Regions from separate parts of the Mus musculus genome. Here region 1 is linked to region 2. Evidence: chromatin contacts called from public Hi-C data. All regions are on one chromosome and are shown on one strand. The core of a region is the stretch at or near the end of the contact, and the rest is flanking DNA. Distances in the headings are between cores, read along the strand shown. Region 1 overlaps Gm40011. Region 2 has its middle 57 kb from the start of Gm14642.

Region 1 (4,569 bases), core at 853-3,352, 360 kb after region 2:
GAGAGACATACATTCATACACCCACACACTCTCATACACACACACATATACACACCACACACATACATTCACACACACATTCATACACTCATACACACACACAGACACATTCATACACACCACACACATACACTTACACACATACAAACACACACATTTTTTGGAACAATTTAATATCGGAGGGTGGGGTGGCAAGTGTCTTCTGCACAAGCAGGAGGACCTTGGCTCCCTGGTACCCAAGTGGAAGGCAAGGTGTGCCAGCAGGCATCTGTAACCTGTACCTCGGGGCAGAGACAGTTGGATCTGACATAGCTGACTCCGTGGGTCCCAGGTTCAGTACTCACCCTGTGTTGAAAATCTAAGGTATAGAGCGGTTGGGTTAGGCACTCTGTGTCGACCTCTGACCTCCACACTCGTGCACGTGCAGAGGCATGCACACACAAGGTGTCACCTCTGTGTAGTGAGAAATTCAGAGGACCTGGTGCCCTGTGTTCTGTGGGTGGAAACATCTAGGCGGTGTTTTGGGAAGGCACATTTCCCCAGAACATTCAAGTGAAATGCCAACGTGGTTCCACAGCTCGCTGCTGGGCTCCCAACCAAACTGGGACTGGGGTTTCTGAGAGAGTCGTGTATGCCCACACTGAAGCAAGACCCCATCAGTGGGCGAGGAGAAAAATAGAATGTGGACCATATGTGCAACGGCTCACTATGCAGCCCTGAAAGAGCAAGTGCTCTCCAGCCTAGGTGAACACTGAGCTCTGCTGGGCGGTGTGGTGGGAGCTCCCAGGGGAGTCAGCATCCTTGGGAAGGACAGGAGAACAGAGGGCAGCAGGGGCGGGAGCACAGAGGAATAGCGTTTAATGAGGACATTGCAACACCCATTGAACCGTTATTCAGCATGAAGACTTAGAAAGGCCATGAAGGCTACTCAACAGTGCGACACTCTGAACACCTCTAAACTAACTGTATATTTAGCCATTGTGGGGCCAGCAATATGGGTCAGCAGGTAAAAGGTGCTTGCTGCCAAGCCTTAATGACTTGAGTTCAATCCCCAGGAGAGAACTGAAGCCATCCTGACACTTGTCCTCTGAGCCCACATGCATACCTTGACACACATGAGTGCTATACGTGCACACAAATCATTGTAGTTTTAAAGAAGTACCATGGGAGCTGGAGAGGTGGCTCAGAGGTTAAGAGCACTGGCTTCTCTTCCAGCGATTCCAAGTTCAATTCCCAGCAACCACCTGGTGGCTTACAACCATCTGGAATGCGATCCAATGCCCTCTTCTGGTGCGTCTGAAGACATACATTAAATAAATAGATCTTTTGAAAAGAAGAAGTACCACAGTGGGAGCTCTTCTGTGCACTTCACAGCACTTTAACACTCTTAGTTTAAGAACAAATGAGGCTGGAGAGGTGGCTCAGTGGTTATAGAGCACTGTTGGCCCATGCAGAGGACCTAGGTCCAGCTCCCAGCAGGCACACAGCAGCTCACAACTGTTAGTAACTCCAGTTGCAGGGCATCTGACGCCCTCTTCTTGCCTCCGGGGACAGTGTACGCACACATACATGTAGGCAAAACACTCACACATGAAATAAAAATAAGCCTTTTTAAAGAGCATGCAAGGGAAAGAACATGTTCTTAGGATGCTAACCTAAGAGGCTGGGGCGAGGCCGTCCCTCAGTCAGGAAAGTGGTTGTCTAGCATGAAGCCCTGTGTTTGATCCCAGCACAGAATAAACTGCATGCAGTGGTGCAGGGTTTGTAATCCCAGCATTGGGGAGACAAGAGGCTTGGGAGTTCACAGTCATTCTTAGCTACATAGTGAGTTCAAAGCCAACTTGGACTATATGAGACCTTGTCTCAAAATAAAAAAAAAAAAAAAAAAAAAAAAAAAAAAGCAAGCCTCGTAGGTCTCTAAAGAGCAGTCAAAAATCTCCTTATAAGCAGACTTTTGGATCGGACAGCAAAGTTTGGCTGGAATGTTGACTCTGTTCTATGACAAACCCCATCCAGGAGGAGAGCGCAGCACACAGTTGCTGAAGGGTGGCAGATTCCAATGCACTGGGCTCTAACACAGCTGCAGTGCATCTAGTGCCCACCAGAGGGCAGGCGTCAACTTCTCAAACACTGGTACTGGTGATTCAAGGCACTTCCATAAACACACAAAGTCCGGACTCAATCTTGGCAGCTTACCTTGTGTTGTACCCGAGGAGAATTTGTTGATGAGGGTGGCAGGTTAGGGGAGCTACCTGGGAAGGACTTCCTTTAGAGACTTGGAGATTCACCTCTGCCCCAGCTCACGCCTGTTTTGCCAGGAGACAGTATATCCCCTTGTAACTTAGGTTGATGACAGCATTCTCCTACAAAGACCGTTAAAACGAGAGAGAGAGAGAGAGAGAGAGAGAGAGAGAGAGAGAGAGAGAGAGAGAGAGAGAGAGAGAGAGAGAGAGAGACCAACAGAAAGCATGCTTTACATCGTGATAACCTCTACAGCTGACATCGAGGTCCATTGGTGGCATCCATGTCATGATGGCTCACTTTTGGAAAGTGGCAAGAACAGGTTTTTTCCTAGGTCTGGTCTCCCGAATGAACGCTCATCTCTTCTGATGCCCATGACAGGCCTCAGGCTGGTCCTATCAGTGGTCCTGGTTTTGTCTCTAAGGCAAGTGAAACATACCGACGACAGCGAATGACTTGGAGTGTGGTGCTCATCTCCGCTCACACTCCCTCGCCCCAGCCTTTCGTAGAAGTTGATTTGTAGTGAGTACCTGGTGTGAGATGCTCACACCAGCCGCCCCACATTCCCAAGGCATGGCTGTCATAAACACGGTCACCACCAATCATCTCTGCAACCTGCACAACCTAGTGTTTCAAATGGTGTGCCTGCCTCTGCTTCCACCCTGAGCAGAGGACAGAACAGGAGGCCCGCTGTGCTGGACACCACAGAAAGTGCCACAAAAGTCTCCTGTGGCCAGGAGATGTCATACAAACAGCTCTGGTAAAATAGCTCTCTTGGGGGCTGGAGAGATGTCTCCATTGTTTAGAGCATTGCCTGTTCTTCCAGAGAACCCAGGTTCAATTCCAAGCATCCACATAGCAGCTCACAACTGCCTCCGGTTCCGAGGGATCTGAGGCCCTCCTCCGACTTCCACAGGCACCAGGCACACGAATAGTGAATAGATACCCAGGCAAGCAAAATACACACATAAAATAAAAATAAATCTAAAAAAAATTTTTTTAAATATTTCTCTTAGAGGCAACTGAGCTTAGAGGGTGGCCTGCTGTACTCATCATTTCTGGTTAATGGCTGCAAGCGTGCAGAGCAATCCAAACGTGATTAAGATTTCTCAAACAGTGATTCTATTCTAAGGCCTGAACTGTGAAAAGGAGTAATGTAGACCTGGGAGTGGGGGTAGCTCAGTGGTAGAGAGCATGCCTGCTTAGCTTAGCTTATGCTGGTCCCATCCCCAGCACCCGTGACAATAAGAACCAGAGGCAGAAACATTGAGAGGAGCCAAGGCCTTTCCTGGGGGCTCCTGGACCCTTGAACCTCTTGCTGGGTGGAAAGGCCCTTCCCCAAATGGAGGCTGTGTCTTTGAATATTCAGCGTGTGTCTGTGAATATTGACAACATGGAGGTTAAAGATATCTACCAGATGGAAAAAGACTATGTAGTCAGATAATTTGTCTATTATCTGTCTAGGAGAGAGAGAGACAGAGAGAGAGAGACAGAGAGAGAGAGAGACAGAGAAGAAACAGACAGTCAGAGACAGACAGACAGACAGACAGACATAATAAATTAGTCTATGGTCTTGGAGTATTTGAACTTTTTCTGTCTCCAGTGTTCTAATTTCAGATGAAGTACACACTAACTTTGGCAACATAAATGTGGCATGTCCCCCTCTTCTCCCCACACTGCCCTGCAGCCTCATCTTCACCCTCACCCCACCCCTGTCTGGTCACCTGCCAGGCTCTGGTGGACATGCATATTGTGTTAGCTTTGCCGTTCCCAGGGCTGGCTGGAGCTCAGGGGTGACGGTGTCTTGATTCTCTCTGGCTGCTCAGCATCCCCAGGCTTCCCCAGCAGCGGCAGCAGAGCCCTGTCAGCAGCAGCTCACTCACCAGAGCCCGTTCATTCATAGTGCCGAGACTCCTGAGATTTCTAAATTTGGTCAGTGTTCAGGGCCGTGCAGGGTGCCAAGCGCTCGCTGCAAGCTAAAAATACCAGCCAGGTCTGGGGTGGAAGCCGCACGCAGTACGGTTGGACGACAGTGAGGGGATCTCAGGAATGCAGACAAAGTGTCCTGTTCTCTTCCACAGCCTGGTCTGTCTAGATGGCATCGACACTGTGGAATGACCAGCCCCGGCCATTCTAAGTGACAAGACGCAGGTTACAGAAGCTGCCTTCCCAGATGGTCAGATACTCGGCTTAATTCCCAGATCTGGACTGCACCCTGGGGTCAGGTTCTGAGACTTACCTTCAATTCCTGTCTTAAAACGAAAAATATATATATATAAATTAGTAGCTTGTATTGCAGCCCAGGAGGCAAATGCTGAAGAAGCTGAG
Region 2 (4,474 bases), core at 431-2,930:
AACACAGATGCTTCATGGAGGAACCCAGATCGTCACCCTTATGGTGTCTGTGTCTGTGGGCCTCACAGTACAAGATGGTCTGCACACACCAGAGTGCACCTTCACAGATGCGCTCCCTCAAGGCTACCTCCAGAGGGCGCTCTGCTCCACATCTCAGCCAGCACCGTTTTCCAGAGGCTGCACCCCCAGGCTGCTGAGTTCAGCTGCCAGGGACACCACTCTAGGCTACTCAGTAAAGCTGTATGTGTATTTCACCTATGCCGGGGACATCACCTTCAATACAGTGTGCATCATCTGGCTCTCACCTATGACGGTGCAGTGACTGTGTGAATTTTACCACAATTTAATTAACCTTTGTCTAATCGCTGGGTAGTTGCAGTAGGCAGTTTTAAAACAAATTCTCCTCAACAAGTTTTAGATCAAGGAGATAGCAAAACATTACATTTTAGCTTATTTGGGGTATCAATTTATGGCAACAGCAACATTTTAGAAGCAGCCAAAGCCACATTCAGAGGGAAAGCCGTGTCTTTAAATGTTCTGCATTGCGTGTGAAAAAGAACACACCAATCAGAGCATCTGGTAAGTCAAACAATGAATATCCAAACGGAGCAACGTAACGGATCAGGTGATAAGTGGCTGCATTGTCAGGGATTAAAACAAAACAGTCACTAAGGGAAATAGTCAAGTTGGAGGCAAAGAGTTGGGTATTTCAGGAGACAGAGGCAGTTGGATCTCTGAGCTCAAGGCCAGTCTGGTGGGTATCTGAATGTATGCACGGCCCTAATTTGCCAAAGATCTACATTAACATGTCCATGATTTGAGTCTCACTTTACAATGAGTTTGAACTAGTCTTCATACATTTCATTTCTTAAATTTCATTTGAGCTATATCAGACCCCCAACTAAATCTCTGCACCTACCCCATAGGCCTTGGCTCTCACACAAGCCCACACTGGGCCACACGAGGTCACAAAGGCTGTGGTTTCTTTCTCTGGTGTCACCTCCAGGACACGCAGATTTCTGCTGGCTGGCCCTGACCTGTGAAGGTTTACGAAAGCTCAAGGCTTGTATATAGTTTCCCCTGGGTTTTGGTACCAGAAATGAATGTGTTTTCAACACTAAACTTGGCCAGAATTAGACTTGTTGCCTGGGCCTTGCAACTTTTACTAAAATGGACTTGAGCTTACGTCCAGAGACTAAAGACAGAGCAATTCTCTGCTGCGGGATAAGAATGAAGACAAGCCACAGGCAAAGCCTCAAGCTTGATGGTCACCACACACACATTGAATCTCAGCACTTGAGAAGCGGAGGCAGGAGGATTACAAGTTCAAGGGTGGCCTTGGCTACGCAGGAAGATCTTGTCATGATAAAAAAGAAAACCTTTAAAAGGCAAAGTTAAATTTTAATCCGTGTCTATGTTCAAGATACTGTCGTTTCTGCATAATAGAATTATTGGCACGATGTTTTACAAGTGTGCATTTCATCCTTAACTGCGTATTTGAGTTTAGCTGTTTGCACTTCGTTGTGTGTGAGCCTTGGGTGTATTTGACTAAGTTTTCAATTTTAGAAATGTATAACCATACCCACGTCACTCCAGTTCCAGGAACTGCTTGTGTGTGAGAAAGCTGCTTCCTTCCCCCTTTCTTTCATCTTTAAGAGGGAGGACGGGGTGGGTGGCTGAAGACATGGCTTCACGGTTCAGAGCGGGCGCATCTATAAACTCAGGGTGACTCATGCCCGTGCTGTGCGGTAAACTGTGTTGATTTTTAACCACTGTAGCCATGGTGCTCCACGAGTCCACTCCAGAAACCGATCCCAAATATTTTCCTTATGCATCACATGATGCAAGCCAGCATTAAGCGCGACCTCAGCCTCTCGCTTCATTTTCCACAGAATCTAGATTACTCAACAGGAATAAAAACTCTCCTGTCTCGATGGAAATGAATTTCCTCTTTTAGCCGCAAGTCTCCCTCGAAGGAGTGGGTGACTCAAAACTACTTATGTCATGAGTTCAGGTCCTTAGTGTGTGAGCTGCAGTTTCTTTGTCAATTTAGTTCAAATATACTTGAGATGCTTATGGGGGACCTGGGAGAGGGCTCAGGGGGTAACGGTGCTTGCCAGACGACCATGAGGACCTGGGCACAGATTTCTCAACATTGGAGTAAAAAGCTGGGTTTGCCTGTAACCCTAACACCGTGTGGGGAGGAGACAATGGGGATTGAATCACGGAGCCTGGACAGTAGTCCAGCCAGGCCAGCCAGGAAAATGGCTGGCTCCAAGTTCAATGAGAGCCTTTGTCTCGAGGGAATAAGGTAGGGAGTGACAGAGGAAGATGCCAGATGCTTTCTTCTGGCCTCCTCATGCACACACAAACACACACACACACACACACACGCACACAGCACGCATGCACACACACACACAACATACACACGCCACAAGAATAAATAGAAAGTGTATAGAGCAGCGACCAACCCAAAGCTAAAGCAAAGTTGAGCTGAGCTGCCCACAGTAACTCCATTTTGTCTGAGTGCCTGTTACACTCACCCAGCTGCTCTCTCCAGCCCCAGGGAGCGCATCCTGATCATGGCTATGAGGCAGCTCACCAGCTTAAATGAACGGCTCATGTTGGCCTTGTATTTATGGTGGCCACTACTCTCCTCATGTGGGCATAAGAAAGTAAATTCGAAATTTTAGACCATCAATTGATCTTGGAGATTTCCAGAAACCTTCTAAATTTTATGGCCCATGGCCTCTGCTGGCTTACTTAAAAGATTTCCTACTTATTTTTGAAAAAAAATCTTTTAAAACCTTTTCTTTAAATTTGTAACAAAAATTTTAAAGCTGGCACGATAAAGACTCACCTCTCCCATCGTCTAAGACTATTCCCTTTCTGGGCAGGGATCCCCCACGCTCCTGCTAGCCGCACTGGGAAGCTGGTTTAGTGCCATTGCTAACACTTTCAACGGGACGAATGTTTCTGGCTTTAGTTGACTTCCCCCCCCCCCCCGGGACGGTTGGGAGGGAATTTATTTGGGAGTTCTCAGTATACTGGGTGGATGTGGATGTCTGTGCTGTTCACCGTGTGTCTTTAACTCAATGAATAAGAGAGGAACTTCATTTTTCTTTTCCCTAATAATACAAAACTGCCTTCCTTGTGTACGCTGTGGTCCTGGGTTTCCATCCCTGATCTGCGTTTCCATCAACACTTTGTTACACCCACAGAACTCCTCTATTGTGCATTTAAAACTTTGCCCGCACTCACTGTCAGGTCCTAAAGAAACAAGCCTAGCTCAGAGCCTGTGGTTCCTCCCAGAAGTTTCCATCCTGCCCCCTCCCTTCTCTAGCCCAGAGGCTAAGCTTCCCTCCCCTCCCCTCCCCTCCCCTCCCCTCCCCTCCCCTCTCCTCCCCTTCCCTTCCCTCAGCTCCTCTGATTCCCATAAAACTCAGCCATCTTGGCTGTACACTCTCTTGGTTCTCAGGTGCTCCCTTGGTCTCTTGGCTCCTCTCTTGGCCCTGGCAGGCTCTTTCTTGGCCCCTTGGTTCTCCTCTCCCTCTTGGCTCTTCTCTTCCTTTCTTGCCACCCTCCACTGCCCCCATCCCCATCATGACCATGATCCGGTTCGGCCTGGACCCTTCCAGATGCCTCTGGCTGTTCTTTCCCTCATAACTCCTCAGCTTGCCTAGGATTGGTCATGTTCCCGTTTCCAATCGCTGTTTAAGTGCTCTGTTGTTGTTGTTGTTGCTTAACCTACACCAGACAAGAAACAACTGAAGGGGGAAAGGGTTTGCTCTGATGTGCTTGTTTGAATGAGAATGGCTCCCTGCAGCTCATACAGTTGAATACTTGGTCTACAGTTGGTAGATCTGTTTGGTAAGGATTAGGAGGTGTGATCTTGTTGGAGGAGACATGTCACTAGGAACAGGCTTTGAGATTTTAAAAGACTTCCCATCATCCTCAGTCTCTCTGTCCCTGTCCCTGTCCCTGTGTCTGAGTCTGTCCCTGTGTCTGTGTCTGTATCTGTCCCTGTCCCATCCCTGTCCCTGTCTCCGTCTCTCTGCCTCCCCTTTGCAGATCAAGATGTGAGCTCCCATTGGAAGCACCTACTATGCTGGCCACTTGCTGCCACACTGTCTGCTGCGATAGATTATTAACCCTCTGAAACCATACCCCTAAGTAAGTGCCAATTTCTTCTATCTGCTTTGGTTACGGTGTCTTTTCACAGCAATAGAAAAGTAACTGCTTTCTGGAGGAATGTGCCCAGATTTGGAATTTTGGACTAGGTAAGCAGTCAAATGTTGTAAGCGAAGCTGAGAAAACAGTAGTGCTGAGAACCACGTGGACTACAGAGGCCTCACTCAGGAGGCTTCTGAGGGGAGTGATAGCACCTGGGCTAGAGACTTTGATGATATTTTTATGAAGTACCTGGAGAGAAAAACTCCTGAGAGAGACCTGAATATGTTAAATGGAGTCT

Evidence for each region. A called contact is a pair of places that touch in the nucleus more often than the background predicts.
Region 1: a Hi-C map of CD8 T cells shows a contact between it and region 2, with 2.3 times the contacts expected there. The contact joins two enhancer-like sites. A contact is called at or near these places in 4 of 484 Hi-C or Micro-C datasets (CD4 T cells, CD8 T cells, adipose-derived mesenchymal stem cells and 1 more) and 3 of 115 datasets of contacts at active chromatin or transcription factors (double positive thymocytes, memory CD8 T cells and thymic regulatory T cells).

Annotation. Positions count from the first base shown.
Region 1 is chr2:173,087,199-173,091,767 of GRCm38.p6, reverse strand. All of the region lies in intron 2 of Gm40011, which reads right to left. Among named protein-coding and RNA genes, the nearest start is that of Gm40011, 6.7 kb to the right of the region's middle. RefSeq lists an enhancer at 2,901-4,569. Within about 2 kb of position 2,102, at least 14 of the 459 cell types and tissues checked have an H3K27ac peak or open chromatin away from gene starts, as enhancers often do. A contact at or near this core is called in CD8 T cells and regulatory T cells, where this site is marked.
Region 2 is chr2:173,449,542-173,454,015 of GRCm38.p6, reverse strand. No RefSeq gene overlaps it. Among named protein-coding and RNA genes, the nearest start is that of Gm14642, 57 kb to the right of the region's middle. Within about 2 kb of position 1,680, at least 125 of the 459 cell types and tissues checked have an H3K27ac peak or open chromatin away from gene starts, as enhancers often do. A contact at or near this core is called in CD8 T cells and regulatory T cells, where this site is marked.